Regions from separate parts of the Muntiacus reevesi genome. Here region 1 is linked to region 2. A link is a contact called in public Hi-C data. All regions are on one chromosome and are shown on one strand. Each heading gives the region's core, a stretch centred on a gene start, on an enhancer-like site or on the middle of the called end of the contact. The rest is flanking DNA. Distances are from core to core; before and after follow the strand shown. Region 1 holds the start of CTDSP1 (CTD small phosphatase 1). Region 2 holds the start of CNOT9 (CCR4-NOT transcription complex subunit 9).

Evidence for each region. A called contact is a pair of places that touch in the nucleus more often than the background predicts.
Region 1: a Hi-C map of muscle shows a contact between it and region 2, with 3 times the contacts expected there. The contact joins the promoter of CTDSP1 here to the promoter of CNOT9 in region 2. A contact is called at or near these places in 2 of 3 Hi-C or Micro-C datasets (blood and muscle).

The regions. Positions count from the first base shown.
Region 1 is chr3:130,188,490-130,191,784 of mMunRee1.1, reverse strand. It overlaps CTDSP1 (CTD small phosphatase 1), which reads left to right and starts at 2,039. Exons shown (of 7, transcript XM_065930589.1): 1 at 2,039-2,214. The coding sequence starts at 2,148.
Region 2 is chr3:130,059,769-130,062,698 of mMunRee1.1, reverse strand. CNOT9 (CCR4-NOT transcription complex subunit 9) reads left to right here and starts at 1,348. Exons shown (of 8, transcript XM_065930587.1): 1 at 1,348-1,509. The coding sequence starts at 1,486. USP37 (ubiquitin specific peptidase 37) reads right to left here and starts at 2,534. Exons shown (of 25, transcript XM_065930575.1): 1 at 2,402-2,534.

The DNA.
Region 1 (3,295 bases), core at 790-3,289, 130 kb before region 2:
AGAACCTCGAAGTCTTGGAAGGGACGATAGGGGTGTGTCTAAGGGGCCGGAGGTGAAGGGTTGGTCGGGCAGGGGGGGCGCGGTCCAGCCCGCCCTATCCCCGCTCCTCTGACCGTCGAAGGGACAACCGGCCAGGCTCCAGCCTCCGGCGGCGGGGGTCGGGGGTGGGGGGAAGGAAGGCGAGCCGCTCAGACTAGAAACGAGGCCAGAAGTTCGTTCAGCCCTCCGCCGCCCATTTCCTTTTGGGGTCAGCACCGGCTGGGCATCCGGAGATAAAGTCGAGGCGCCGCCCCGGGGCCGGATCGTAGGGGAGGGGGCTCCGCCCGACGGCCGGAATCCCACCTCAGTCCCTGCCGCAGGGCGGACCGAATCGCTCGCTAGTCGGGACTCAGTTTCTTTATCTGTAAAACGGGTTTTTAAAGGAGTCGTTAAATGAGATGAAGGGCGCAGTCACAGCCGGACTCAGACGTAAGTGCTCACAGCACGTTGGCGATAATTGTGACTAAAAGCAGAGGCCGAGTCGTGTTGTCCAGTGGATCCACAGCCCCCGACCACCTCCCCACCCCGCCCTGGACCCCAGACCCGAAGCGGACGCGCCTTGGGGCCAGCTCTGCTCGCGACCCGCCGCCCACACGGGGCCTCTCTCTCCCGGGCGCCCCCTCCGCCCGGCCGGGAGAAAGCGCGCCGCGCTCGCACCCAGCGGCCGGACAGGACGAGACGCGCCCGCCCCGCCCCGCCCGGCGGGGGAAGGAAGTGCTGGGGCGTGTTTATCAAGCCTTGGCGTTATTAATATTTTTAAAATGTGAACACAAAACAGTAACGACAAGTAGAAGGAACTTCATAGACAAGGGAAAAAAAAAAAAAGAAACCAAACAAATCCCACCCGTAAACCTCACCGCGCAGCACACGGGAGTTTTGCTCGCGAAGAATCCGCATGGAAACGCGGGCCCCGTTCCCGGGGCGAGTCTGCACGGACCCGAGTGGAACGGGTGTGCCAGTGGATGTCCGTGGTCCCTACGGTCCGGCATCGAGTCCCCCTGTGTGGGGCCGCGGCCTGATGTCCCCTCCCCAGCAGTTACAGAAGGGCCGGCGGGTGGGAAGCAGAGGAGGGGGCCTGGGGAAAAGGAGGGTTTCATTTTTTCGAGGTCGGTGGGATTTGGCTATGCGAAGCGGTAGGAAGCGCATTCAGGCAGAAGGAACGGCACGTATAAAGGCCCTGAGGCGTGGAGGCCCTTGGCTTCAGGCGAGAAAGCCGGGTGGCTGGAGTGGGCATGGGGAGTGGACGTGGCCGGGCGCCCGGTGAGGAGAGGTCGGCAGGGGGCACCCCGGGGCAGACAGCTGGAATTTCTGCGCCCTACAGCTCTGGGTTTAGGGAAAAGGGCCCGAGACTGCGGGTAGGTCACGGTCCGGTTAGGGACCTAATTGTGTAGCTGAGCATAGTCGTTTGGAGGTGCAGCAGAGGCTTTGCACATTCACGACTTCCCCTGCGACCACCGGAGAGAAGACCCACTTTTCAGACCAGATGGTGTTATCCCTATTTCCCAGATGAGAAGACCGAGAAGCTGCCAGTCCCCGACCTTTGGAATGTTCAGAGGTGGAGTCGCGCTGCCTCGGGGCACTCCCGGGCGCTGGCGCCCCGGGCGGGCCCTGGTCCCGGGCCGCTCTGCGCGGAGAACCGTGGGCCGGGGTGTCGGCCTTGCCACGCAGCCGCAGAGGCTTGGCCTCGCTGGCGGGCTGGCGGGCGGGCGGCGGGAAAGGAGGCGGCGCCCCCGGGAGCGCGGCAGGAACCCGGCCGGGCCCGCCTCCCTGCCCGCCGAGCAGCGCCGGCCCCTCAAGTGATGAAAGCCCCGGCCGAGTCCAGGTCACGCTGAAGTCGTTGCCCTTTTAAGGGGGAGCCTTGAAACGGCGCCCGGGTTCCATGTTTGCATCCGCCTCGCGGGGAGGAAACTCCATGTTGTAACAAAGTTTCCTCCGCGCCCCCTCCCTCCCCCTCCCCCTTAGAACCTGGCTCCCCTCCCCTCCGAAGCTCGCGGGGATCCCTCCCTCCCACCCCTCCCCTCCCCCCCGCGCCCCGATTCCGGCCCGAGCCGGGGGGGAGGCCGGGCTCCCGGGCCAGAGTCCGGCCGGAGCGGAGCGCGCCCGGCCCCATGGACAGCTCGGCCGTCATTACTCAGATCAGCAAGGAGGAAGCGCGGAGCCCGCTACGGAGCAAAGGTACTGGGGCGCGTGGAGGGCGCTTAGACCGGGCGCCGCAAAGAGGAGGGGGCCGGGACCCTCTCGGGGGCGACAGTTGCCGCCGCCGCCCAGGGCTCCCGCCGTGGCGGGACCCGAAGCTTCCAACCGGAGGGGGAGCTGGGTGAGAGTTTGAACTTGCAGAGACTCGGAGACTCGGGGCGGGGCCTGGCGCATTTTGGGGCGCTCCGGTCTGCTCGAGGTGGGGAAACTGAGGCAAGGGTGGAGCACGGAGCGCCCTCCGGGTTTCCCAGACTGGGTGTGCGCGAGGCCCAAGAGTCGTCCCCCCTACTCCCCCATTGGCGCCAAGGGGGCTGGGAGATGGGGGGTCTGAAGAGGGCGCCTTCAGGCCACCAGCTGAGACTCCGCCCCCTCCGGGCCGCGGTCTGGCTGGGTCGCGGGAGGGGGCGCCGAGGTGACAGCGGGCGGGGGAGGGTTGGAAAGATCTCCCGCTAAGACAGGGCCACGTTCCCCACAAACTTCCGCGTCCCGCGTGGAGGCGCGGAGAGAGACAACCACTTCTAAGGATCGCCCGCGCGCCCGCAGGAGACGCGTGATCGGACCGCGCACTTGGCTCCTGGAGCCGGTGGGCACCGTGTCTGTGCATACACGCAGCGAATGCCGCCAGCATCGGCCGGGCACCCCGGGACTGATGGTTCTGGTCTAGGGGGTCTGCCTCTCCCTGTCCTGGTGTGGACTTACGAGGCTAGGAAGTCCCTCCAGGTCTGTCCACTTGTGGCCGACCTAGCTCCGCCCGGGGTCGGAGGCGGGGGGGGCGGGGGGCGGAGGGTGGAGTTGGATAGGGGGTCGGTGGAGTGTGGGCCAGTCTATCAGCGGGATCTAGGTTGGAGGTCCAGGCGGGGGCGGAGGAGGAGGGGCCAGTAGATGGCCGCAGGACACTAGTTTCAAGCCCCCACCCCCTGTGTCTGGGCCCAGCTTCAGGGAGGACTTTGGACCTCTGGAGGCGGAGAATGGAAGGAGGGCGGGAGTGGGCCCCAGAGCCCCAAGCCCCAGCCCTCTTTGGTAGGGGCCCCACTGACCAGGGGCTGCTCAGGTCCGGTGT
Region 2 (2,930 bases), core at 99-2,598:
CAGCTAAGCTCCAACCCCAGTATAATCCAATTGCCTACCTGACATCCTGTTAAGACATCTCTTATAGTTAGAGGCATGTCAGACATTGCCACCCCCAAGAGGCATTTACACAGAGCCTAAATTTCAAAGAATTACAAAACCACCCACAGATCAACTCTCTAGACAGAGGATTTTGTCATCAATTATTATTTCCTTTCACAGATCATGACCTAAACTAGGTAAACCTGACTACCTGATTTGATGGCTAGAGATGGGGAACAACCAAAGGCACGAAAAAAAATATAATCCATGCCTCTGAGTGAAAGATGACTAGGAGAGAGGTGAAAAATAGCCAAGAAAGTGAAACAGTATCATATCCCAAGGCCCGATGGACATGCGGCAACAGAAGTCACCTGAAGAGATAGCAGGCCTCGCAAAGAGGCGAGTGACGGACGACAACCCCCAGCCAAGAGGGGCCAGGTTCGGGTCGCGAGGGGAGCGAGTGACAGTAAAGACCCGGTCAAAGGAGATGAAAAGCGTGGGGAAAGCCAAGTGGAGTACCTGTGAAGCGACAGGGGGCGTCGCGGGAATGGGGGCGGGCAGAACAGCAGCCGGCGAACTCCAGGAGAGTGAACGCCGAGTGGGCGGACCGCACGGGGCGAGAAGGGAGGGGGGGGTGCAGGGTAAAACGGCTCCGTTGAGACGCTCGCCGTGCCCGCCTTACCTGTGCCTCTGAGTCGGAGCTTTGGACAGGCCTGCCGGAAGCTCGGAGTCCGCGTGAAGGGGGAGGAGCTGGGGGTCAACAAGGAAGGGACACCGGGCACGGAGAGGGGCCGCTCACTCCCCCAGTCAGGGAGAGCGGCTGATGGCGGGAACTGTAACCACACGCAAACACGCACGCACGCACGCACGCACACCCGACGCGACCAGGAGAAGCGCGTGCGCGTAAGCCTGGAAACCCCGCCCTTTCTACGCCCTCTCCCCGCCCCAGTACCGGGCGAAATCTCGCCGAGGTAGCCCCGCCCCTGCCCTGACGGTAGTACGCACGCGCACTTTCTACTTCACGCACTTTCGCCTGCCTACCATTTCCCTCCTACAGAGTCCAGTTGGGCATGCGCACTAGTTGTCCTCCCGGACTGCCTGGTTTTTCCCGCCCTTCACTGGCCTCCGGAGGGAGGTCAGAGTTCACGCCCCTCTCTGGAGATACCTGCTCCAAGCCAGGGATGGGGGACACTAGCAGGGGGCGGGTGTCCTTCTGGTCCTGAAGGGACAAAACAGACTCGAGGATTGTTAACTCCAGGAACTGCGGGGGCGGGGGGGGGGGGGCGGGAAGAGGGTGTGTGGGCGGGGTCAGAGGTGAAAGGTCAGAGGGCTGCGGAGGGGGCGGAGCGAACCGGAGGCGGATGGCGGCTGCGACGTCTCGTCATTTTCGGCGGCAGAGGCGCTGAAGCTGGGACGCGGTTTGGCGCGTCCGGCGGTGGGAGGAGAGCGGCGTCCGCTCCCAACATGCACAGTCTGGCGACGGCTGCGGTAAGTGGCTGAGCTTTCCGGCCTGGGCCCCAAACCCCTCCTCAGCCCCGCGTTTCGGCCTTCTCTCCTAGCTCCCTATGGCAGGCCGGGAGTCCACCAGCCCTCAACCCGCGAGGCCCCGGCCCCCCTCCTCGCCGACCTTGGCTCTGGCGGAGCCGGTCCCCACTCTCCCCGCCGACCGGCTCTCGCGGCCTCTGGCTCCGCGTAGCGCGTTCTTTTCTGGTCCCGGGGCCTGGTTGCGCGGCTGGAGCGCCTCCCTTGCGGCCCAGAGGGGCCATTCATTGATTCATTGCTCTACCAACAGTTTTAGGCCGCCGTTTGCGTGCGGGCGTTTGCGGGGGCGAGGGGACTTCCGAGGTGCATCTGACACTCCCTGCCTAGGCTCGTCGCGGCGGGGAGGAAATGGCTTCTAGCTCAAACCACTAGCTTTACAGATACAAAATCCGAGACCTGAACAAGTGACTAGTTAGGATGTCTGACTTACGGTTCTCTGCGTTTAAAACCTTTTTTCACATCTCGTTTTACCAGCGTGATCTTTGACCAAGAAAAACAGTGTAAACTCCTAATAACCATGCACTGTGACTCAGGGTAGAGTCTGCCTGCAATGCGGGAGACCTGGGTTCGATCCCTGCGTCCGATCCCTGCGTCGGGAAGATCCCCTGGAGAAGGAGATGACAACCCACTCCAGTATTCTTGCCTGGAAAATCCCATGGACGGAGGAGCCTGGCAGGCTACACAGTCCGTGGGGTCGCGGACACGACTGAGCGACAAACACACACACAAACACACACAACCTAGCTGAAGTAATCCTGCGGTTTCCCGTTTTGTTGAAGTAAAACCCAAACACTTTGCGTTGCCTACAAGGCCCTACCTGAGCGTTTATGTTCCTTACCCGTGTTTTCAGTCTCGACTTTCACATTGCTCTGCAGGCTGCAGCTACAACTGGCCACCGTTCCATCTCTTCTACTTAAACTTTTCCCAAGTTTTGCTTCATTTACTTGTTTGATATTTGTCCCCCTTTTGAGGTCAGGGACAGGGATCATGTAGATCCTGTTTACATGGTTACTTCAGTGCCAGGACAGTTCCTGGCTCAAATATTTTTGCTGAATGCCTGGATATTGATGAGGGCGGTGACAACTGAGCGAATAGCCGTGATGGGCAGACAGGATCATGTGATTTGAGCATACTCTTCTGAATGCTCATCCAACTTTTTTCAGTTGCATCAAGGCGAAGTGGCTTAAAGAGAAAATAATATACTGAAGTTTCATTACCAGGTAAAATGACATAAATCCTCAACAGAGGACAAAAATTAAATTTAACAAAAGTTAAATTTAAAGTTTAAAAGTGAGTTGGTGTGACTAGGTTACAGACAGCCTTGTCATTGCCAGGGCTAGTGGCGTCTCTGCCTCCTGGCACCATGT